3 separate regions of the Mus musculus genome follow, and all the other regions are linked to region 1. A link is a contact called in public Hi-C data. All regions are on one chromosome and are shown on one strand. Each heading gives the region's core, a stretch centred on a gene start, on an enhancer-like site or on the middle of the called end of the contact. The rest is flanking DNA. Distances are from core to core; before and after follow the strand shown.

Region 1 (2,822 bases), core at 229-2,728:
TTCTTTATCATTTTCTAGAAATCCCCCAAAGTGTTCTCACAGAACCATACCCGGTTCCATCAGCAGCCATCTTCAGCATTATTGACTCTATGTTTGCTGATCACAAAACCTGCTGTTGGAGATTTCTCATTCACACAGTGATCCCTCAGATGTGAGAGCTTTTCCACCATCCACTGAAATATTTCCTCATGGGCCGTGGGATGCTAGCAAGCACTAAGCTCTATCAAAGATGGCTACCTAATCTCCAGGACCCACCACAATGCAAAACTTATTCAAACCAAGGCTGCAGAACTTTGGTAGATCAGTTGCCCCATAAGGGTGCTCTCTGAAATGTGCTCAGGGAAATTATCAGGCTTTCTCCATCTTTCTGATCCTATCCCATGTCATAGCCCCTGGGTACAATGGCAGGGCTAGCAGTCTATGGCCTTACACACTTCCCTCATGGATTCTTAGCTCCTGTCACCACAGAAATGTAAGTGGATCAAAGGACTTGATGACCTAGTCTGAAGTTTCAAAAATACAGTGTTGGTTTCTCTGACTGGCCTTGGCACTAGACACAGAACCATCTCTAGATCCACCTATGACCAAGGGATCTCCTGGAAGCATCAGCCCACTGTGTACCTTTCTCATGTGTCAGAGGGGATAAAGAGGGTCCCTCTTGCTTCTCATCAGAACCAGATAGGAGGGACCATTGTTCCAGAAAGTGGTCACTATTCCAGACAGAACCTTTGTGGCAAAGCCATGGTTCCTCCCAAACATCTCTCCCTGCAGAAAACATAAATCTGAATACTGAGAAACATTTAAAAGCATAATGAGGATAAGGTATGGGTTCAATTTGGGGAGACCTACTGATCCTTAGGAAATGACATTAGGAAAGCCCTGATGTTTAAATACAGCAACAGTAGGAGTCCAGGAAAAGAAGGTTAAAGAAAAAAAAAATATGTATCAGCAGAACCCTGTGACTCTCTGAAAATGGTACAGCCTGAGAGAGCAGATCATACCCACAGAGGGCATGGGATTTAGGAATCTCTCCCACGTATTTCCCAGTGTCAGGGTGCTCAAAGACACATTTTTATTTCTGGACTCAGAACACAGTTTTAGACAAAATAAAGATTCAAACAATCCATGGCCCTGATATCTCATTGGTCAGACCATGATAGCACTTGGTTTATTGTATAAATACACCCAATGTCAGAGCAATCATGAAAATGAAACTTAGAGAAAAAGCAAACAAACCCGTGTCCTCAAGCGGGTGGCTTGCAAATGGGGAACCCAAGAGGGAGTCCACGTGCTTCTATTTGCATGTGACCTTTTTAAAACCCAGAGGTAACATTTCCCAGAAAGTCTGTATTCATTCTCTCAACATCTGAAATGGGGGCGGCGGGGGGCGGGGGGAGGACAGATCAATTAGTGACCAAAGTAACAAGGGTCACTTTCCTTTGGTGGCTTCCACCAATGGGAAGCTGACACCTTTCAGTGTCCCAGGGAGGCTGACCTACTTCTGATTCTGTGAGCCTGTAGTCTGAAAGGTCATTAATCTAGCCTTGGCTCATGATGTTAGAATCTTGAGACTTCGATTTCTTAAATGCCAAAGGTGTGTCAGGTTGTCTTTGGAGATGTTGGCTATCTCTATTCAGGGATGCAGTGGCCAGGAGAGAGCTATATTGGTAATTTCCTTTCTCATGGAGACATTCAACTCTCCAAAGGCGACATGACCCATATGCAACACACACACACACACACACACACACACACACACACACACACACACACACACACACACACTCTATACACCACATATATGTGGATCTTTGCCATGGATCAAAGAGACAAACCAATCTCGCCACTCACTTTCTTCTTGTCAAGCACAGGGACAAACAGGTCTGTGTTTGCTGCGAGGTTGACAGCGTCGGATGTACTTGGCTGGGAGTAGAGTTGGAGAAAAACATGAAAGTAGCAATTTCTGCTTGTCACTCTTTGCGGTGTCTCCTCCTTGTCTAGAGGATGAAATCTGAGCTCTTTGTTGTCACAGTCAAAGTTCTCTCCAGCTCCTTCTATTTCCTTTTCCAGTCTTGCTTCTCATCTTTCTCCAGATTTACTCTTGACCTCCAAGAACAAGCTATGGCCCAGCTCCCTTTACAGCCTTTGCGAACACCCAGTCTGCCCTCTCTCCTGACTCATCCCTCCCAGCCTTTCAGTGTTTGACTTGGACACCCCTTCTTCAGGTGATCCAACTTGACTCCCCTCTGCTGAGGGAGGGTCTCTTCTTTGGCATTCCTGTAGGAGCTTGCCTCAGCTACTTAACTTCCCTTCCTGTCGCTGCCTTTACTGGTTCGACCATCCCCCTTTCTCCATCACTGCCTTCACTTGAATGCATTGTCCCTGTGCAAAATGCAATACCAGAGATAAAAGATGTGATTTACTCGAACCTCGTGTTGGATGTCTTCCATGTCCCCCGCAGCCACTACACTTAGTGTCCTAGACACCCTACTCTGGGTTCTTTGTTCGCCAGCTTCCTACTGACTGTAGCTATTGAGAACATCAAAGACCAGAGGTGACTATGAGACTTTGGGACATTCTCTCCCTTCCCCCTTCCCAGGTGTATGCCCAAGACCTGGCTGTGCCTCTCCTAGCGATGTCTATGGGTTTTCTATTTCAGTGACCTGTCCAGGCTTTGATGGAATTTGTTATTGTTACTCAGGCCTGGGTTGTTGATTAACTCCACCTTCCTACTCCAGATGTGCAACCTTGTCTTGTTGATGTCCCTAAAGATCCCAGTCTGGGTACATAGCCCTTCCACACACACCGTGTGTGTGTGTGTG
Region 2 (2,736 bases), core at 148-2,647, 340 kb after region 1:
CTATAAGAGAGCAGGCTGAGCAAGCCAGGGGAGGCAAGCCAGTAAAGAACATCCCTCCATGGCCTCTGCATCAGCTCCTGCTTCCTGACCTGCTTGAGTTCCAGTCCTGACTTCCTTGGTGATGAACAGCAGTATGGAAGTGTAAGCCGAATAAACCCTTTCCTCCCCAACTTGCTTCTTGGTCATGATGTTTGTGCAGGAATAGAAACCCTGACTAAGACACATACCAACTGCCGTTGCATAATATCAGAAACTAAGTTCCCTGCTGCCCCTGGGCCTTTGCACAGTCTAGCCCTTCTGTGTGGTACCATGCTCCATCATTCTGCTCTACACAGAGAGATGGCTTGCTTGCCCAGTCAGACACCCTGTGTCCAGATTACAGCCTAAGGAGATGGCTAAAAAGAAACTCAAGAGAATAAAAATAGCCACTTCTCAGCCACCCTTCCCTGCTCCAGAAAACCCCCTCTTCTGAAAGAAACCCAAAGCTTTGATTGTTTTATTTGACCACAGGAACACTACTGGGCAGCAAGGGGGTTGGGGAATGGCACCTTCAGTCCTCTTGGGGCTATTTTGTTAACATCTGTGGCCCACAGTTGCTCAGGAAGTGTGTGTCCAACAAGTCAATCCACTGAACAAATGTTTGCAAAGCACCTTCAGTGGTTTTGACACTGTTCTAGGCACTGGTTAGGCCTGTACCAGAAGGAAAAGGCCAGTGTGAAGCAAATTTAACAGACCCCATGTCTAGAAGTGATGTATGCTTGCCTTGAAATGACATATTGCAGCGATGGTGACAGTGTCAGGGTAAGATGGGCTGCTCCCAGATAAAGCCTATCTGACCAGGTTCCATTCTAGAAAGGGCCGGATAAAGGGGGAAATTGGAGAGACAAAGTATCCCAAGGGGGAGGCCCGAGCCAAGATTCTGGGGTAGAGACTTGCTGGAGGAACAAGCTTGGGCTGGGAGAGGAAGGGCGAGCTAAACTAAGGCAGTGGGGAGGCTTAAGGGTGAGTCCTTCGAAATCCAAGCCTTGACTGGGACTGCAAAGAGACAGCGTAGGGATGACGTGAAAAGGTCATCTAGGATCCAGATATCATAGGCAGCGAGTCCGGGGGCAGATGGAGCTCTCTGAGGCCAACTTTGCTCCCCACGCTGTGTAACGGTACCGATTCTTTTCCCCTGCTTGTTATCATCAACGTGAGGCTTGCCCGGTCCCAGAAGTAAGAGCCATATGTTGGTGGCAGGGTTTGTTTGCAGCATGGTCCTGTTTGTTGGGATCAGTGGTGTCTGACTCCCTTGAAGCCACCTTCCCTCCCCCCCCCACCCCAAGCCCCGGTGATGGGGTGACTGATGACAGAGTAGCTTGGATTGCATCAGCATGCTTCCGTAAGTGACAGCCCTTGCTCTCTCCTGGACTTTGACACCTGCAACCTGGCCCGGTGCCAGGTGTGAGTAAATTGGGCCCTGGGTTCCTGTGGCTGTTTCTATTCACACGGCAGCTGCTTTCCTTAGTGACTGTGCTCTGTGAGCCCGATCCCCAGTGGTGCCACTCAGCGCTTTCTTTCAGATGCCAAGGGAGAAACATCCTGTCCCCTCAGCAGCGAGCAGGGGCCTCTGCTAAGTCCCCACCCTGTTTCCTTGCGTGCTCATTACCGAGTGGTGCGAGAAAGTCTTTGCATATTTCATTAGTGAGGATTTTGAACTTCAAGTGGTTGGAAACCCCAACGAGTCTAAATCAAGAAGATGAATGTATTTCTGCAGATCTCCCAAAAGGCCAGGCAGGCCTCTGCTATGGCCCAGTTGATCTAAGAACTCAGTGATGGCATTAAAAGTTGGTCTTATTCCCTCCATGTTGACTTTCTTCTGGGAATGTCTATTCTTCAGGTGTAGTGAGACACAAGGATAAGCCAACACCCGTACTACACCAGTCACCCGGACTTGCTTTAGAACATTTCTAGTCCGAGTCTCACAATTGACTCTTCCTGGCTCACATGGGTTCCTCTACCCAAATCTAACACAATCCTATTGTCCAAGGCAAGTCACCATTTATCCACCTGCCCAGCCCTTGAGCCAACCCAGAAGGTGACCAGTGGGATGCTCTATGCCCAGCAAGATGAAAAGGGCAACTTCTCCAAAAAGGCTGGAGTGGAATTGCCAGCCTTTGTGTAGGTGAAGCCAAGCAAGCATCAGGGGTTGGATGTTGTCTTAGCTAATCTGCAGAGAATCAAACCATGGTGTGTTCCCACTCTGCAGATGGGAAATGAGGCCCTGGGATTCACTCAGTCAACCTGAGCATCTGATCCTACGGCCAGGCCGAGTTCACATCCATCTCTCAGGTCCACTGGCTGAGTCTCTCTGCACTTAACAGAGGGAGAAAGGACACAGACAGAGACAAGACAGCCCTTGATGCCTCCTGCCTGAGGCATCCCACGAGCATGGGCTTGCACTTTATTTTGCTGTCTTTAGCTAACTTTCCACACCAGTTTTCTGGGCAATCCAATGGTGGTAGAAAGTGAGCCCCAGAAAGAACAGAATAGAACATTCTGAAATTACCTCGTGTGGAAATGTGCCGTGCAGAACAGTCCCCAGAAGGAGGGGAAACCCATATGCCCAGAAGAGTCACTTACATAAATGTATGGAGGCGTATTTTAAAAGCATGTATATTCATACCCTCTGGATATATATATAAATATAGGTATTTATCCCTCTGAAGAATCATAAGCATCAAGTGACTCAAATAT
Region 3 (2,753 bases), core at 74-2,573, 400 kb after region 1:
TCATTCGTTATCCGACTGCTTTAGTTTGTGCCTACTTTTTCTACCGTGTCAGCAATTTGTAATTCAACCATGAAACGAGCAGTCTCGGGCACTGTTTTGAAGTTAATAAAAGTGTAAATGACTAATGTGTAGGACGGACCGTTTCTCTGCCCCACCGGAATCCAGCTTGTGACACTGCTCAACAGAGATGAACTGTCTCCAGCCAGTTAGCCACCCTAAAAAAAAAAAAAAAAAAAATTAGGTAGGAAGTCAGAGGGCGGGACTTCCTGCTTTGTTCCTTCCGCATCTCTAGAACATTCGATTATCATGTTTTGATTTTTAAAAGGAAGTGGAGTTCCTAGGCAAGAGAGTGACAGCAAGTTTAAGGGGATTTATTGTTGGCTTCTTCTCCCTTATCTATCCCAAGCGCCCCTTGATTTATGGGGTTTATCCTATAGCTCAAGAACAGGGGTTGTTAGTGGGCGGAAGAATGCAGTTCTGGGGCCAAGGTTGTGGTTTGCTGTGTCCTTGAATGGTTACAGTTCTCTCTCTTAATATATTTTCTTACCTTTCGGTTTCAGCACGATCTGATTGCCAGGAAGGCTTTGCCTGTGTGTTGGGACCACTTCCAAATGCCACCTTGTGATCTTACAAATAAATCTAGTTTCAGTGAAAGAAAAATGGAAGGGGGCTCACCTTCTCTGTTGACAAAATATCAACAGGGACACAGGAGCACCTGAAGATGCAGTCAGGTCCTGTGAGGTGGGGCAAGGTAGGGGCTAGGGAGTTGCCTCCCACTAAAGTGAGATTTTCTCATGGGGTTTCTGTGAAGATCTCAACTCCCACTTGAGCCCCGAAATCACTAAACCCAGCTGTTTCTCCCCCCCCCCATGGCTGTGGGAGTCCTCTGCAGCTCTCTTGTATTAGATACACTCCCAGGTTCCAAGTTAGGCTTGATCACCTCCTTCAAGAAACATCCCACAGTCTCTCACATCGAAAACATAATCATCAGAATTTGATGGTTGAATTTCTTCCTGATATTCTTCACTTATTGCAGGTTTTTTGTCTTGTTTTGTTTTCTATTCCTGTCCCTACTTGTCTATAGATGAGTATAATAATGGAAGGAATCTGCCTCCAAGACTCCACCGATTGCCTAGTGGCTAAGTGTGCACTCAGTGCCTGGTGCTGGCCTTAGACCACTGTGTGGCTGGCTTTGGGGAAAGCTGTTAAGTCCACAAGATGGCTAACTTTGAGACTTATGGAGATGTGTGTCCTTGCTGAGACCCCACAGAAAGTAGATGATTCAACCTGGCATGCAGGCATGGAGATCTGACCCCTGTCCCTGCCCTGCTAACCTATTTGCAATCTCTTGGCTTTCGTGTCGAAAGACCTAAAGGCCTTGGCCTTCCCATTTGCTGATGCATTGCCAGACGGTCCCAAGCCACCTGTCATTTTGCCAAAGTCTAAATCCCCTGCCGGTCTCAGTTTTCTCTCCCTGGTAACATTCAGAGCTCATGTTGCATTAAATGGTTAAAGGGGGGGCGAAATGCATGTCACTAAACTCGTCAATGACAGAGTCGAGTTAGAATTAGGAAATTCTAGCACGGGATAATGCTTTTTGGCAAGATCTCATCTGAGCAGGAAGCCTGAACTGGAGAAGGTATGCAACCAGAGAGTGAGGGGCATCTGTTTGTCTTCAGTTCCTCTGACAGCCAGGATGGCTTGTTTGTGTCAGTATTCTCTGGGATGGTAAATGTGATCTCACAGAAAGGTCAAAGTCCACCAGACCTTTCTGCCTGCTCGGGGGCCCACCCCAGGCCTCTTCTCTCCTGCCCCCTGGTCCCTTCTAAATTAAATCACATTCCACTGCCTGTTGTTGGATAATGTCTGGACAAAATACTTTTGCACACACTCCTTGCTTAAGGCAAAGCGACTGGAACAGAGTGCAGCTGGCTATGGGCCATGGACTAATTGCTTTATGCCCATTTCCCCTCGCCAGAGGCACACCCAGCATTGAGGAATCCATGGCCATTTCCCAAGTCTTTTTCAGGTCTCTGACAATCAGTGGAACATTCACTGGGGTGGGGGAACCACCTGGATTGGGCGGGCGGGGGGAGCTACCTCTCCATAGGCGTCGGCACCTTTCCACTTGGGCTGTTTAATCTCCTGCTATTTTGATCCTAGTGATCTGGGTTTTTAATTTCCTGTAATCCAGAAAGGAATGTGTTCTCTTCCTTAACGACATCTGTGGGATCTGCCTTTCTTGTTCCAGACGAATCCTAACAGAGATGTTTTCGTCAATGACTGGATATTTTATTAGAAATCCAGAGATTCCCGTTAACTCGAATTATTTTCGTGGCTCTGATCAACCTTCAGCTTAATAATTCATGATGTTTAATAACCTGTTCAGATCATTGCCAAAATTATTGATTTAATAATATTTGGTTATTAAGAGTGGAAGATGAGGAGGGGTTTCTTATCACTACATCAAGTTCTGTCTTATTACCTTGCAATTCTTGAGGAGAGCCGATAATCATAGAGACCTTTAATATCTTGTCATTTTTCTTGGTAAAAGCTGGGAAATAGTTCTGAGTTTTTAAATAGGATTTGCCTTCACTTTTATTTCCATATTTTGGAGGCAGGGGGTTTTCCTGATGTTTTGAGCTACGGTCTCGTTATGCAGCCCAACTGACCCTGACCTTAAAACCCTCCTGCGTCCTCCTCACACCAGCTCGCTGGGTGATAGGCCTACGTAGCACAACTGCCTGCTCTCT

Evidence for each region. A called contact is a pair of places that touch in the nucleus more often than the background predicts.
Region 2: a Hi-C map of liver shows a contact between it and region 1, with 1.6 times the contacts expected there. The contact joins two enhancer-like sites.
Region 3: a contact with region 1 is called in a Hi-C map of liver, with 1.6 times the contacts expected there. The contact joins two enhancer-like sites. A contact is called at or near these places in 6 of 484 Hi-C or Micro-C datasets (embryonic stem cells and liver), 1 of 115 datasets of contacts at active chromatin or transcription factors (embryonic stem cells) and 1 of 9 other capture datasets (embryonic stem cells).

What each region holds. Positions count from the first base shown.
Region 1 is chr2:169,350,338-169,353,159 of GRCm38.p6, forward strand. No RefSeq gene overlaps it. Among named protein-coding and RNA genes, the nearest start is that of Gm39994, 23 kb to the right of the region's middle. Within about 2 kb of position 1,479, at least 2 of the 459 cell types and tissues checked have an H3K27ac peak or open chromatin away from gene starts, as enhancers often do. A contact at or near this core is called in liver, where this site is marked.
Region 2 is chr2:169,693,769-169,696,504 of GRCm38.p6, forward strand. All of the region lies in intron 1 of Tshz2 (teashirt zinc finger family member 2), which reads left to right. Among named protein-coding and RNA genes, the nearest start is that of Gm34344, 28 kb to the left of the region's middle. Within about 2 kb of position 1,398, at least 41 of the 459 cell types and tissues checked have an H3K27ac peak or open chromatin away from gene starts, as enhancers often do. A contact at or near this core is called in liver, where this site is marked.
Region 3 is chr2:169,749,353-169,752,105 of GRCm38.p6, forward strand. The region is part of intron 1 of Tshz2 (teashirt zinc finger family member 2); the gene reads left to right. Among named protein-coding and RNA genes, the nearest start is that of Gm34344, 84 kb to the left of the region's middle. Within about 2 kb of position 1,324, at least 50 of the 459 cell types and tissues checked have an H3K27ac peak or open chromatin away from gene starts, as enhancers often do. A contact at or near this core is called in liver, where this site is marked.